Linked DNA regions of Ovis aries: region 1 is linked to region 2. The links are chromatin contacts, called in public Hi-C maps. All regions are on one chromosome and are shown on one strand. Each heading gives the region's core, a stretch centred on a gene start, on an enhancer-like site or on the middle of the called end of the contact. The rest is flanking DNA. Distances are from core to core; before and after follow the strand shown. Region 1 overlaps SMAD3 (SMAD family member 3). Region 2 has its middle 98 kb from the start of TRNAS-GGA.

Region 1 (7,787 bases), core at 3,167-5,666, 230 kb before region 2:
CTGCCTGCTCGGGAGATCATCAGGGAGCCGATGGGCTTAGGGCAGAAAAGACAGGTAACTGTAATTCCAGGAACATCTGGCCTCAGTACTAGCCAGCGCCAGTTGACTACCAGTCTGCCTAGAGAGCTGTGTGGAGGATTCTGAAGCTGAGAATGGACTCAGCCCTGTGATAAGTGCTTTGCATGGATAGAGAAATAGCAAGTGGTGGTGATTTTGCTCTGTATTTGCCATCCCTGGACTGAAGGGTGACAGATTCAAGTACTGGGGTAACTGTGATGAAAGGTAATCAGAACTTTGGGTGGTATTCCTTCAGCCATCTATAAGGACTTGTATAGAACAGTAGGACTTCCTAGGTGGGGCTGGTAGTAAAGAACCCGCCTGCCAGTTTAGGAGATATGAGTCAAGAGGTTGATCCCTGGGTCAGGAAGATTCCCCTGGAGAAGAGAACGGCAGCCCACTCCAGTATTGCCTGGAGACCCATGGACAGAGGAGCCTGGCTGGTTACAGTCTGGGTGGGGTCGCAAAGAGTCAGATACAGCTGAAACAACTTAGCGCGCACGCACATACAGGATAATGTGAAAATGGATGGAAAAGATATTGCTACGGTAAAGTCTACTATAATATGGGCACCAGTTCATAATTCAGCAAAAATATGTGATTGCCAAAAGAAACAGGATACGAGAATAAGATGTAGACACTACTTTCAAGGAACTCAGCTTAGACGGGTAGACAGTTCACACAAGTTGACTCCCTGGTGATAGGCAGGTTCACGAAAGGCTTCCTTTCTGAAGTGAGTCTCGACGCATTAGGGGAGTTTAGCCAGGTGAACTGCTGGTGTGTCAGGTGGGGTAGCAGGGAGCAGGGTGTAGACTGGGGAGGAGGCGTTGGCCATTGCAAGTAGAGCGGTCAGGGATCCTGGTGTGGTAAGTGAGGAACTGTGTCACCATGGTGCTGGGGTGCAGGGGCGAGGTGGCGAGCTGGATGGGGCCTGGCTGCCAAGGGTCACGAGGTTCATGTCAAAGGCCTTAGAATTTTGTGCTGTGGACTGTGGGGCCGTCCGAGGTCAGGGAGGTCCTTGGATCACTGTGGATGATGCAGTTACAGGGACACAGGCTGGAGGCTGGGGGAGCGGTTAGGAAGCTGGGCCGTTGTCCAGGTGCTGGAGAGCCTGGGGCACAGGACTGTGAGTGGAGGGCCAGGACTGGTCAGACATGGGGCACAAGGGAGCGGTGGACGACTGTGACTTCATGGCCGTGGGCTGGGTAAAGGGCTGTGACAAAAGAGGGTTGAAGATGGTTCAGTGAGGGCAAGGATAAATTGTTCTTTTTAACTGAGTTCTGAGGTATTGAATTTTGGGCTTCTCTGGTGGCTCAGACAGTAGAGAATCTGCCTGCAATGCAGGAGTCAGGAGTTCAATCCCTGGGTCAGAAAGATCCCCTGGAGAAGAGAACGGCAACTCACTGCAGTATTCTTGCCTTGAGAATTCCATGGACAGAGGAGCCTGGCGGGCTAGAGTCCATGGGGCCTCAAAGAGTCGGACATGACTGAGCAACTAACCCCTTGAGGTACTGGTGGCACCTCCTTGTACCAAGCTGTTGGATGTGAGTCTGAGGCTCGGGGTTGATGTCTGGGCTAGAAGTACTGATCTGGGAGTCTTGAACATATATGTGGCTTGCAATCACACGGGTAGGCGAGCTCTGTGAGGGAGGAATACCCAGGGTACGTACCATGGTCTGGGTGCACCACCATGGAAGGGGGAGGTGCAGGCCTGAGAAGAGCTTGTGCAAGAGGGTCCAGGGGAAGCCGGACGCTCAGGGCCTTTCCAAAAGGGAGGTTTGGTCCACAGGGGCGGCTGTAGAGGTACGTGGGGAGCAAGGAAAAGAAACGCTCACGACTTGGGTGTGGGGAGGAGGCCTGGAGGTGAGGCTCCAATAAACACTGGGAGTCAGGAAAGGAGGTTTGCTCAGGAAAGGGAGTTTGCTTGGGCAAGGTGGACGATGATTCAGTTGGGGTGTTGTCTGGCTCATGTTTAACAGGCGTCTGGAGTTAAAGTTGTGGAGCTCAGGGACAGGCTGGTTAGAGGAATGGATCTGAGAGTCATTTGCTGAGAAATCGACTAGATAAAACCTTGAGGAAAGTTATTTACGGGTAGGAGGCTGGAACTGGCCAGATAACAATGAAGGTAGGAATGTGATCATTCATGGAGGGCAGACCTACAGACTCACAGGTGCCGTTCCTGTGAAGTCCGCCTCCCTCCTGGGATAGCGAGTACTCGGACTCTGGTGACATCCTTAGAAGGAAGTGACCCAGCTGGAGAATGATTCCAGCTCTCTTCTGCTTTCCCCAGATGGTTTGCTCATTCTAATCATCCTTTTTCTTAATCCACATTATCTCAGGTCAATGTACGACTTAGCCAGGGGAGCCATTTCGAAGTCTCTTTCTCCTTGGGGGTTTGAAATTTAAAATGAATTTCCACAGGAGCTAAGTCACCAGAGCTGGAAAGTTGGCAGAAACCGACTTCTTTAGGAGTCTGAAACTTACCTCCACGCCTGCGGTGAGACTAATCTGGTGACCTGCAGTCACTGGCCAGCGGCTTTCAGACACAGTGGAAGTGAGCAGAGACTGACAGCCTGGAGGCAGCACCGCTGGGAGATGTGCCGGAGCCGGAAGCCCCCGCCCTCACTGCACGCTGCCCTCGGTGAGTGAATCTGGGCAGTGGCAGAATGGGACCTGGCGCACCTAGGCTCAGAGACTCTCTTCCCTGAAGGCCCCAGGCCCTTTAAACTCTCCAGCCAGACATGGCAGCGAGAATGAGTGTGCACTTCCAGCCCAGGTGCTTTTCAATGAAAAGTTTTATTAGAAGGGCACTTACAGGAGGAAGAGAGGGGAGAGAGGACACATTTAACAATAGGGGTACAATGCTTAAACAGGTGCTCAGCTCTTAAGATACAAAAGTTAGAAAAATCTAAAACACTATAAATACATACATGCTTTTTACAAAGGTATTAAAAGGTCAGGCTGGCTGAGAAGGGAAGGTAATCAGCATCCTCCATTCTCTTCCCCACCCAAGCAGGAGTCCCGCCCAGGACAGCCTAGTTGCAACAGCAGCACTGAAGGTGAATGAAGGCTTCTTGGGGGCAGGTGGCTCCAGCCCTCTGTAGAGTTCTCGCCCCTGGGAAGGGAGAGGGGCTGGGTTCAGAGGCCCCTGTGGACGGGCCTGTGTTTGCCTGAGCTAGCTGCCTGTGTTCACATGCTGCCACACAGGGAGCCAGCCTGGGTTGGTGGCTCTGGGGGCCAAGCCCAGAGGCACTGTGGCCCGTCTCTTCCCAAGCCACTGTTCTCGGGAGGAGAGCCGTTTCCAACTTTCTTCCAAAATTAAATAGTTATCTGTCTTGGTTTTAAGAAATTATTACATAAATATAAAAACACCAGAATGCTCGAGTGTACATTACTTCAGCATTAAAAAAAAAAAAAATTTACAGGATCACTTGAGAGAATTTCTCAATCCAGTTTACACAATACATGAGTTTTTCTTTGTGATAGCCGTGTTTCTGAAAGGTTGCTTGTATAGCAAGTCATCTCCCGACTCTCCCATCAGAGATGCCTCTTCAGTTTTGATCCATACATTTTTCTGCTTTCCTACCCACTCGAGAAGTGGCTGATACTCCTCCAAGACTGTTACTTGAAGGAAGGTTCTGGAAGGGAACACCTATACCACACCAAAGTGACACGACTATGTTGAGGTTTTCTTCTAGCAAAGATGTAGATTAGGGAGAAAACTCCAAACAATGCCACCTGAAGTCACAGTGAGATACAGGGTTCAGAACCAAACATGCGCCCTCTAGCCACTGGTAAGCCCCTTGATAAACAGTCGTAGGAGCAGCATGCCAAGTCCTGTCCCTCCCTCCTCTTACAGACTGCAGAGCGTGGCCTGATGGGAGCTCTGGCCCCGCAGAGGTCCTCAGAGCCTCAGCAATGGCAGCTTGGGGCTGCAAATGAAATCAGATCTCTGCCTTCTCCCCAAGTGCATGACATGCACACAGTACTTCAAGAAAACTTTTTTCTGCGGTTTGAGTAAAAGCATTTAGCCCTGGAATATGTCCAAACTCCAGGAAGCCAGAGGGAGATGGAGAAAAACAAACTGAAGCACAAGATATGTGCTACAGCCCATTCCAATACGTTAACAATGATTTAAAAAAAATAATCACCACGGACGATTAAAAAAAAAACCTCACAGACAACATAAGGACAATGGAAAAGTCTGCCAGCAGCCTTGCCCTCCTGTCTGTTCCTCCTAAGAGTCAAAGTCCCCGCTCCTGACTCTGGGTTTGTCTCGAAATGTCAGGTCTGCAGCCTGCCAGGAAGGTGGCCAGCAGAGATGACGTGCCAGCACAGGCCTGTAACCCGAACTGCCAGGGCGGCTACCTACTTGCGCTGGAAGGCTCCCAGTACTAAATAAAGTTAGGAGTGGGGAGGGTGTGGGAGGAGAGGAAAGGGAACAGAAGCTGGCTCCCGGGGGAGGTGCCGAGGCCAGGGTCTAGGGCCCCTGCGCTGTAGCTACACCCAGGTCAGCATTGCCGCAAGGTGAAGGTGGCCTGGCAGGGAGCCCGGACAGTGACACCAAAAGCACTCTCCAGCAGCTGCCATCACCCCCGAGAACTGCCCTCCTCCTGCCCCTTCACCTGTCCTGTCTTTCAATGTATAGATGCCTTTATGCAATAGGGTTTTAAAACTACTTTTTATGACTTGTAGGACACTAATATTACACATGCCTCAAAGCCACTTACGCAGCCTCTATGATGGGAATGAAACCAGATCCTAACCTCTAGGTACAACCAAATTTTCTTTTGAAGGGTACTGAACGTGGTCTTCCCCACTTCTTCCTCACCCGTCCTCCTTCAGCAGTCTAGTTATAAAGAAAAAAGGCCAAGGAAGTAGCTTTTGGGAAAAAACACAAAACTCCATGCCTCCTAGAAGGATTCTTTAGCTTTCAGCATTGTGGGTTCTAAGACGCCATCCAGATGCGGCCAGACGTGACCAACCAGATCACCCAAATTGGGCTGTACCTGGAGGACAGCTGTGTGCCGCAGGAAGTGCTCACAGGAGATCACGGGCCCCTGGAGACTGCTCCCCGTGGGTTTTAGTGGGGGCACTGCGACGGCTCCAGCCAAGGCCGAACTGAAGTTAGAAGCCATACCACCGGTCTCAGAGCTGACCGGGAGCAGAAACACACATCCAGGAGGTTCAGACGATTTCTTGTATCTGTAAGAAGCAGTCCACGATCATTTCACACCAGGCAGAAACTTCAGACCCACAGCATCTGGCCTCAGGTGGAGTGAGGGGCTGTGTGGTGTCTCTGGACTCTGCAGCCCTGTGTGTAGTCCAGGTCTGGCAAGGCGCTCCTGTCTGCTCCTGTGTCCTCTGGAGGCATGGTGAGCAGCCCTCCTACCTGGACTTTGGGGCTGGAGCTTCTGAGGCCTAGGGTCCTGCGAGCAAGGCACCAGGAAGCATCCAGCGTCTCCACACAGCATCACAAATGTCATCACATTTGAGGTTTATACCTGCCAAAAGTACACAACTTTCTTCCCTTCACCTGGAATAATACAGGACTTCCATAGGAAATCCCTTTATTTTTCCTGGTAGAAAACCATGCAAAAAATATGGGATAAGTCATTTCATATAAAAAACAGCAGCAAAGAATAAAGTACCAATTGCAAGTGACAATTCCATCTGCTGTATTCTGCAAAAGGTCAGTATAAGGGGGCTCTTTTTTTTCCAGTTGAAAAAATCTGTAGTAGTTTCCTCACTAATTGCCACAAAGAGCAATACTTACTACACATTCTAACTGCTAGAGTTGTCACTGACGGGCCTCTGCCGTGAGCTAGAGAATCTCATACCTCAGGGGAAAGATGACAGACCTCTTCGCACCAATTCTGCAGTTTTCAAAGGTGTAAAGATAATTTTTTTAATAGCCCTTTTATTTGTCTTTGTCGGCCTGAGATCTTTTCTTGATGAATTTGCTTCTGTCAATTTCAGCTTCCAAAAGTACTGGCAGGTGTCTTAACAAAACCTAGAAAAAGCTTCACTTTGGGAGAGAAGTTGCTGGGTCCCACTCTGGTTTCCCAGTCAGTGTCAACCGGGGTGTTTTTTTTTTTTAATCAAATGTTTAAAAGAACATACGATACAGTTCACTTAATTAACGCAACTGACTATACCAACCAATATAACCAAATGCATGAGAAAGCGGAGCGAGCTCTTACAGGTGACCGGACACCCTCGCACACCTCATGGACAGCTACCTCCTGGGAACACTGTGATTCGGATCTCTTGTGAGATTAACAGGATGATACAAACTGTATGCCGCATATGCGCTGAGCCTCAACAGATCCTGTCAACTGCTGAAAATGAGGGCAAATTTAAGATCATTTTTAAAGAAGAGGTGTCTTACCACCTCTTGCCACCGGTCCCTACGTGCTCGATTGTGGACACCATCAGTAGGCTCAGAGAGGTGGAGACAGACGAGCCCCTTTCCCGCCGCAAGTCAATTCAGCGCCCAGGTACACGGTCTGCTCCTACTGGGGTTTGGGAATATTCAGTGGAAGGGGAGGGCTGGGCCCGTGGTGTGCTCAGACCCTTGCAGGTTTCTCCCTGCCCAGAGCACCCAAGGCAAAGTCCACAGTCCAGTCCTAACCAGGGGGCCAATTCCTGTTGGGCAGTGACGTCTCAGTTTGCTGTCTTTAAGAAAGAAGGGGACCAGGGGAGCGGCAGGTGGTGAAACACTACCTGTCTGCTTACGCCGCCAGAGCAGAAGCCATTTCTTACCCTTCATAGCGGGGCCGAAGGGCCAACGTGTTAAGCAGACAGCTGTTCCTAGAAATCCACCTCTGGGTTTGCTTTCGAGTTTTGGAAAACAGGCTGATGCCACTTTAGTTGAGGGAGAAAAATTTCTTCTTTGACACCAGTGAGTTGAGTTCTGATTTCTCCACCTCCTACATGGCCCTCTTCCCCAGATCCACCCTCCCTCCCCTCCCTCTTCGCTCGCAGTGTCCCTAAGACACGCTGGAACAGCGGATGCTAGGGGAACCCATCTGGGTGAGGACCTTGTCAAGCCACTGCAAAGGTCCGTTCAGGTGCAGCTCAATCCAGCAGGGGGTGCTGGTCACAGTTTGTCTCCTGCAAGACATTTGAGAAAAGGGTGGGTGGGGGCCATTTAGAAGATCCAGCAGCAAGCACACAGATGCGTCGGAGTGGCTTCTGATTTGGTGTCAGTCTTCCCAGAGCCAGAGAGAGAGCCTGCCCTGCCAGACCCTGTCCTGGAGAAGGTGCCACCAACTTGCTGAAACTGCCTGCCAAACTCCTCCACACAGGAAGGGAAAGGAGGTGGCCCCCTTAAAGAGAAACATGTAAGGCAAATACCAGGGTGCCCCAGAGGCCCACCGGTTGCCGTGAGGGGCCCCTGATGGAGAACCTCCAGCCAGAGCAAAGGTCTTCCCAGCCTCCTGTCCTAAGTAGGCACCCACAGCTCCCCTGCCTCCAGCCCTGGCAGGCCACAGTGACGGGCGTCTGTCTAGTTGAGGGGTGTTTTTTAACAAAGTGCCGACAGAGTCCGCATGCCGTCGGTCCCCAATGTGCTGATATAATTCCCATCTATGGCCTTATTTTGGAAAATCTTACGAGCAGAGCGAGCCATGGAACAATTACTGGAAAAAAACTAAGGCACACCACACGTTTCTTTTCCCCAAAGCCCTCTGTCTAAATTCGGGCTGGTTGATGACGCAGCTCGCAGG
Region 2 (7,464 bases), core at 788-3,287:
CCTGATCACTCTCAGCTCCAGGAAAAGCGGATATCTGGACATTTATGTGTCCTGGTCAGATGCACCACCTCTGATATGTTCTTGCCAAAATAATACGCCCAAATCTGATCAAGCTTCTGACACAATGACAGATTTCCCAGAAGTGCAGAGGCCAGAGGACATGTCAAATAAAACTATGAAACAGCAATCAGCCAAGACCAGAACGTAGAAAATTCTCTAGGAAAACCGACCCTAACTCTTCAGGATATAAGAGGCACAACCCCCGCCCCCAACACACACACACACACCCAAAAAAAGGAGGGAAAACCTTTACAGATGGAAACCCATTAAACAGCATGTTAGCCAAATACAATGGGTGAATATTGTTTGGATCCTGATTTGAATAAACCAACCATAGAAATATTTTTTAGACAATTAGGGAAGACTAAATATGGCCCGGGTATTAAATGATACTGAAGAATCACTATTAGTGGTGTAGGTTGGCATAACGGTTACAGCTATTTGTGTGGTTTTTAAGTCTGTATCTGTTAGAGACATATACTGAAGTATTTATGATTGAAATGATAGGATGTCTGAAAGTTGCTTTAAAATAAATTACGTAAATCCTCCACTCTAAAGAAGAGGGCTCACAGCTCCCCACTGTTTACATGTGTGCTGCACATACAGACTTTCTTCCAAAGAGCACACTGTGGAAGGGGTGGGTGGGGAGATGAATAACTCTACAGTGGAGAAACCTCCCCAGGACTGCTTCAGCCAGGTGATCAAGGCCAACATCAACTACAGTAAATCATGTTGATGGTATGGAGCAACGAAAACAGCACTTTACCTACGCCACCTTCCTGAAACACATCACCCCAGTCTAACTGTGAGAAAACCAGTAGACAAGTTCCAGCAAGGGGACCTCCTGCAGTCTACCTGACCAGTACCCCTCAAAACTGTCAAGGTCATCAAACACAAGGGCACTCTGTAAAAGAAAAACAGTTTCTCTACTCACAATACTCTTGACACGAAGTGTGGATTTTCCACACCGAGAAATTCTCCAGTTTTCTGTGGACACCAACTGTGTGTACTACAATTTAATTTAATTCTGACATTAACTACCTGGAGTTAATGCAGGCCCCACATTTTAAGGGCTCAGTCCCACAAGACTGCCCCTACTTCCGACGTTAACCACCAAGTGATGGGTGTCCAGATGACCCGCAGTTCTGTCTGACTTGGCTACAAATCAGGGGTTCCCATGATCCTCTCCCCAGCATCAATAATTTGCTATAACAGCTCACAGAATTTGGGGAAACACTTAAATTTACTGGTGCCATTTCAAGGAACAGCAGGTACTTAGGATAAAGTCCAGAAGGGTCCCCAAAGCAGGTATTTCTATCCCTCCCCGTGCAGACATCCAAGTCCAGGGATGTGTTTACCAAACCTGGAAGCTCTTTGAACACCAAGCCTGGCTCTTGGGAGGCATTCATTCAAGACTGAAGGGATGAAATGCTCTGATTGTAAATGATCTTGCCTCTTAGGGTGAAGATGATGAAATCCTGGAGTTGTAAAGCCAGGGTTCCAGCACTGACTCTCCCACTGGCTGTGTGCCTTTCAGGAAATCATTGTCCTTCTCTGAGCCTGCCCTCCCCTCCTGTTGTAATAAAGGAAGTTGCGGCCCAAATGGGTTTTTATCTTACCATTCCTCAGTCAAGGTCAACGTCACTGCCTGGACAAAGAGTCCAGTGAAGCGGGTCCTGCTGCCAGGAAGACTGGCTCACAGCTGGCCTGGTGACTCCCCACGCCAACCCTGCCCTCTCCACTGCTAGAGGGAAGACAGGTCCGCCACACACACTGGCAACGGGACCTTCGGAAGGGCCTTGAGGGAAGAGGGAAAGGTCACTCCCCTATCCCCCAAGGGCTTTGCCTGTTCTGGAGTCTTTGGCCATAATTGAGGCCACCTGTGAAGGTCTCAGTCACAAACGTCCTGGGGTGGGGACCCCTGCAGAGAAAGTCCAGAAGGAGGGCCAGGTCACAGCACCGCTCACTCAGGACCCAAGGTCTGCCCCAGCCTGGCCCCTCCTGGCCCAGGCGCTGGCTCTGAGGGAGCGCAGGAGAGCCGGGTTGGATGACGCACACTTCTTTCCAGGGGGAGGGAGCCTCAGAGAGGAGCGAATCCCAGGACATAAATCAAATGGGGTGTAAAATTGTTCTGAGCCACGCTTCGTAAAGCTGCTGCAACATGTCTTTAGTAGCAGCCCCAGAGCCAGGGAGACACACAGGCAGGCACCTGGTGGGTGGGAAGGGTGGCAATTAGTCCAGAAGTGATGATGCAGGGCCTCACAGCTCGTCTTGGGGGACACTGTTGACCCCCTCCTGACCCCCTCTGGTGGGACAGGAGGAAGGGAGCTGAGGGGCAGGTGCTGAAGTTTGGCTTGTCCTTACCAGCCCTTCCTCTTCAAATTCTCTGAGAATTTCACTGTGGGCACACCCACCTACAGCTTAATCTACAGAGGGGCCAAGGGCCCAGGAAGGGCCATCAGCAAGCCATCAGCTATTTCAGACATGGCCAGGGCCCAGGGAGCCCAGTATGCTGCTAGGCTGAGGTCAGCAGTCAGCTAATTCCCCTGTGATCTGGCATCTTGGCCAGAGGCATAGGGAGGAGCCTGCTTGAGTGATTCGGGATCTGTCGGTGATCCCCAGACCTAGATTTTGAAGATGTGTAGCTCCTTTTGTTTGCTCTTTTGCCAAGTAAATATATATATTTTAAACCCTACAATCTGATATCAGTACCATGTAGTCATGTTAATAGCAAGGAAAGAAATTACGATAAGCATAATCACTTTCCTACATTTGCTATATCATCTCAATTTTTCTCATTTCATTGTGAGTAGCAGAGGTCAGCGTTATGCAAGATGTTATGAAGGCCATTAACAAAATGAAAGATGGCCTACTGAATGGGAGAAAATATTTGCACATGATATGACCAAAGGGGTTGATATTCAAAACATGTACATAGTTCATACAACACATCATCACAAAAACCAAACAACTTCATCAAGGAAATAAGCAGAAGACCTGAACATTTTTCCAGAGAGAGCATGCAGAAGCTCAGTTGGCACATGAAAAGATGCTCCACATTGAGAATCATCAGCGAAATGCAAATCAAAACCACAGAGTTATCATCTCATCTCTGTCAGAATGCTGACCGTCAAAAAGAACACAAATAACAAACGGTGAGGATGTGGGGAAAAGGGAACCCTTGCACACTGTTGGTGGGAATGTAAACTGGGGCAGCCACTGCGGAACAGTGTGGAGGGTTCTCAAAAACCTAAAAAGAGAACTACCATCAGTTCAGTTCGGTTCAGTCGCTCAGTCGTGTCCGACCCTTTGCGATCCCATGAACTGCAGCACGCCAGGCCTCCCTGTCCATCACCAACTCCCGGAGTTCACTCAGACTCATGTCCATCGAGTCAGTGATGCCATCCAGCCATCTCATCCTCTGTCGTCCCCTTCTCCTCCTGCCCCCAATCCCTCCCAGCATCAGAGTCTTTTCCAATGAGTCAACTCTTCGCATGAGGTGGCCAAAGCACTGGAGTTTCAGCTTTCGCATCATTCCTTCCAAAGAACACGAGGGCTGATCTCCTTCAGGATGGATTGGTTGGATCTCCTTGCAGTCCAAGGGACCCTCAAGAGTCTTCTCCAACACCACAGTTCAAAAGCATCAATTCTTTGGCACTCAGCCTTCTTCACAGTCCAACTCTCACATCCATACATGACCACAGGAAAAACCATAGCCTTGACTAGACGGACCTTAGTCAGCAAAGTAATGTCTCTGCTTTTGAATATGCTATCAAGGTTGGTCATAACTTTTCATATAACCCAGAAATCCCACTCCTGGGTATATATTTTTAAAAAAACAAACCTGAAATCACTAATTTGAAAAGATACATGCACCGCAATGTCCATAGCAGTATTGCTTAAAATTGCCAAGATACTGAAACAACCCGTGTTCATCAACAGGTGAGTGAATAAAGGTGTGACATATATATAATACACACACACACACACACAATGGAATACTACTCAACCATAAAAATGAAAAAAAATTTGCCATTTGCAGCAACATAGGTAGACTTGGAGGGTATTATGCTATTATTATGAAATAAACTGGACAAAAATAAACTTATATATCACTTATGTGTGGAATTTAAAAAACACGACAAACTATTGAATATAATGGAAGAGAAAGACTTAGATATAAAGAAAAAACTAGGGGTTACCAGTGGGTGGAGGAAAGAAGGGAGGGAAAAATAAAAGGGTAGGGGACTAAGAGACTTAAAATATTTTGTATAGAGGAAGCCACAAGAATATGTTGCCCAACATAGGGAATATACCCAGTACTTTAGAATAACTATAAATGGAGTATAACTTAAAAATTGTGAATTAGTATGTCGTACACTTGCAACTTCTATTGTATATCAGCTACACTTCAGATTTTTTAAAAAAGATGTTATTAAGGCTCAACACGTGAGAGAGAAAATGGAAGGAGAGCAGGCAGAGAGGAGGGAACCGCAGTGTAGGTCTAATGATGAAGGCTCTGCCAGTGCCCATCAGACTGTCCCAGATGGACCCATATGGCTGGTCTTTATGCCCCCAGCTTGCTCCGTCCCTGGCTGCAACCTGCCCCTGAGGAGGACGTGACCTTGAACCGGGCAAGTCTGCAGCTGAGGCCAGTGGAAGGCGCTGACATTTGGAGACCATCTGACTACTGGCCCTACTCCTGGCAGCAACCTGGACAGGGAAGTGGATGGTCACCTCTGAGTCTACCAGAATAGTTAGTTTTCAGCACTTAGACATCTCTTGAATATTGCAACCACCTTGGAAACACAGGCAGAGTGGAAGTACTTACCTGACTTCACAGATGGGTAAACTGAGGTCACACATCGAGTGAGACAGTGCTGAGCGGTCCTCTAAGCCAGGCCTTCAGAGTCCTCCTGCAGTGCCTCTGTGGCCAAGAGCAAGGACTCAATGAAAAGAATAACTGTTACTGTAATGCTAACAATTAGTATTACCAATCTACCACTGGGTGAATGGCCAGGCGCTGTGTCATAAATTTTGTATATTAGTTCATTTCAGTCAGTTCAGTTGCTCAGTCGTGTCCGATTCTGCGACCCCATGAATTGGAGCACACCAGGCCTCCCTATCCATCAGCAACTCCCAGAGCCTACCCAAACTCACGTCCATTGAGTCGGTGATGCCATCCAACCATCTCATCCTCTGTCATCCCCTTCTGCTCCTGCCATCAATCTTTCTCAGCATCAGGGTCTTTTCCAATAAGTCAGCTCTTTGCATCAGGTGGCCAAAGTATTGGAGTTTCAGCTTCAGCATCAGTCCTTCCAATGAGATCTCATTTAGAACGGACTGGTTGGATCTCCTTGTAGTCCAAGGGACTCTCAAGAGTCTTCTCCAGCACCACAGTTCAAGAGTATCAATTCTTCACCGCTCAGCTTTTTTCACAGTCCAACTCTCACATCCATACATGACTACTGGAAAAACCATAGCCTTGATTAGACGGATCTTTGTTGGCAAAGTAATGTCTCTGCTTTTCAATATACTATCTAGGTTGGTCATAACTTTCCTTCCAAGGAGTAAGTGTCCTTTAATTTCATGACTTCAATCACCATCTGCAGTGATTTTGGAGCTCCAAAAAATAAAGTCTGACACTGTTGCCACTGTTTCCCCATCTATTTGCCATGAAGTGATGGGACCAGATGCCATGATCTTCATTTTCTGAATGTTGAGCTTTAAGCCAACTTTTTCACTCTCCTCTTTCAATTTCATCAAGAGGCTTTTTAGTTCCTCTTCACTTTCTGCCATAAGGGTGGTGTCATCTGCATATTTGAGGTTATTGATATTTCTCCCAGCAATCTTGATTCCAGCTTGTGCTTCTTCCAGCCCAGTGTTTCTCATGATGTACTCTGCATATAAGTTAAATAAGCAGGGTGACAATATACAGCCTTGATGGACTCCTTTTTAGTTAGTTTAAACTTCCCCAAATCCCATGAGCTGACTTCTAGTATTATCCTCATTTTGTAGACACGTAAACTGAGTCTCAGAGAGGTGAGGACTCTTGCCCAGGGTCACTCAGCTAATAAAGTGGGGTCAGAGACTCAGACCCAGGTCCATCAGCTTCCAGAGCCTAGAGAGACTGTGCTCCCAAACAACAGGGTGATCTGATCCCATTGCCCACGAGGCAGGGGTTGAGAGCTGCATGTCGGTGCTCCAGGTGCGGGCAGGCCGGATGGAAGAGCCCTAGAGACAGACATCACTTAATGTGGGAGGCTTGTTCTGACGGGGGGATGGAGCCACCTCTGGTCCCAGTGATGTGGCCTGATGCAAGTTCCTCCTACTTGGGGCCTCTGGGGAAAACGAGGGTCTAGCCCACGTGTATTCTTTTTTTTTTTTTTTTAAGGAATAAACTCTTTTTTTAAAACTTTATTTTGTATTTGAGTATAGCTGATTAATAAAAAATGTGACAGTTTCAGATGAACAGCAAAGGGACTCATCTATACATATAAATGTATCCATTCTCATCCAAGCCCCACTCCCATCCTGGCTGCCACACGACACTGAGCAGAGTTCCGTGTAGTATACAGTAGGTCTTTGTTGGTTACCCATTTTAAATACAGCAGTGTGCACATGTCCATCCCAAACTCCCTCACTGCCCCTTCCCACTATGCTTCCCCCCGGCCAACTATAAGCTCATTCTCAAAGTCTGTGAATCTGTGTCTGATAAACTCTTTCCTTCAGAAATGATCTTATTGATTTACGGCTTGAGTCTTCACTGCTGTGTGGGCCTTCCTCTGTTTGTGGTACACGGCTTCCCATTGCTGTGGTTTCTCTTGTTGGGGAGCCCAGGCTCTATAGTGCACGGGCTCAGTGGTTGCGGCTCCGCTCCAGTGCACAAGCTCAATACCAATTGTTGTGGTGCACAGACTTGGTTGCTCTGCAGCATGTGGGATCTTCCCAGGCCAGGGATCGAACTCATGTCTCCTGCATTGGCAGGCGGATCCTTCACCACTGAGCCACCAGGGAAGCCCCCCGCCCCCATGTGCTTTCTGGAAGATCTTCCCTAGATCTCCCGACCATCTGGGTTTCTACTTGGGACTCATTTCTGGAGTCACCCATGGCTTTGTAGGCTTCTTAGGGAAATCCTTGTATGGCCCAGCCCCTCCCTGTCCTTAGGTTGACCTGGACTATGAGCATCATGTCTGGTTTGGGTCGGTAAGTGAGTCTCTCAGCTCTACCATCTCTCCTCCTCCATCACACTTGTTTACAAAGCACAACTGGTCCTGGGCCTTGTGAACCCTGCCTCCCCCAGACCCCCTTGCTCTTGGGCTCTGATGAGCCCTTAGGTCTGGGAAGATACAAAGAGGGGGTGGGGAGAGGAAGCAAGGAGCCGGATGCGTGCGTGTTAAGGGG

What was found. A called contact is a pair of places that touch in the nucleus more often than the background predicts.
Region 1: a Hi-C map of liver shows a contact between it and region 2, with 4 times the contacts expected there. The contact joins two enhancer-like sites. A contact is called at or near these places in 2 of 16 Hi-C or Micro-C datasets (liver and tail adipose tissue).

The regions. Positions count from the first base shown.
Region 1 is chr7:13,990,185-13,997,971 of ARS-UI_Ramb_v3.0, reverse strand. It overlaps SMAD3 (SMAD family member 3), which reads right to left. Exons shown (of 9, transcript XM_060418884.1): 9 at 2,835-7,173. The coding sequence ends at 7,050. AAGAB (alpha and gamma adaptin binding protein) reads left to right here. Exons shown (of 10, transcript XR_009601420.1): 9 at 2,479-2,698. Among named protein-coding and RNA genes, the nearest start is that of AAGAB, 80 kb to the left of the region's middle. Within about 2 kb of position 4,416, at least 13 of the 54 cell types and tissues checked have an H3K27ac peak or open chromatin away from gene starts, as enhancers often do. A contact at or near this core is called in liver, where this site is marked.
Region 2 is chr7:13,762,609-13,770,072 of ARS-UI_Ramb_v3.0, reverse strand. No RefSeq gene overlaps it. Among named protein-coding and RNA genes, the nearest start is that of TRNAS-GGA, 98 kb to the right of the region's middle. Within about 2 kb of position 2,037, at least 7 of the 54 cell types and tissues checked have an H3K27ac peak or open chromatin away from gene starts, as enhancers often do. A contact at or near this core is called in liver, where this site is marked.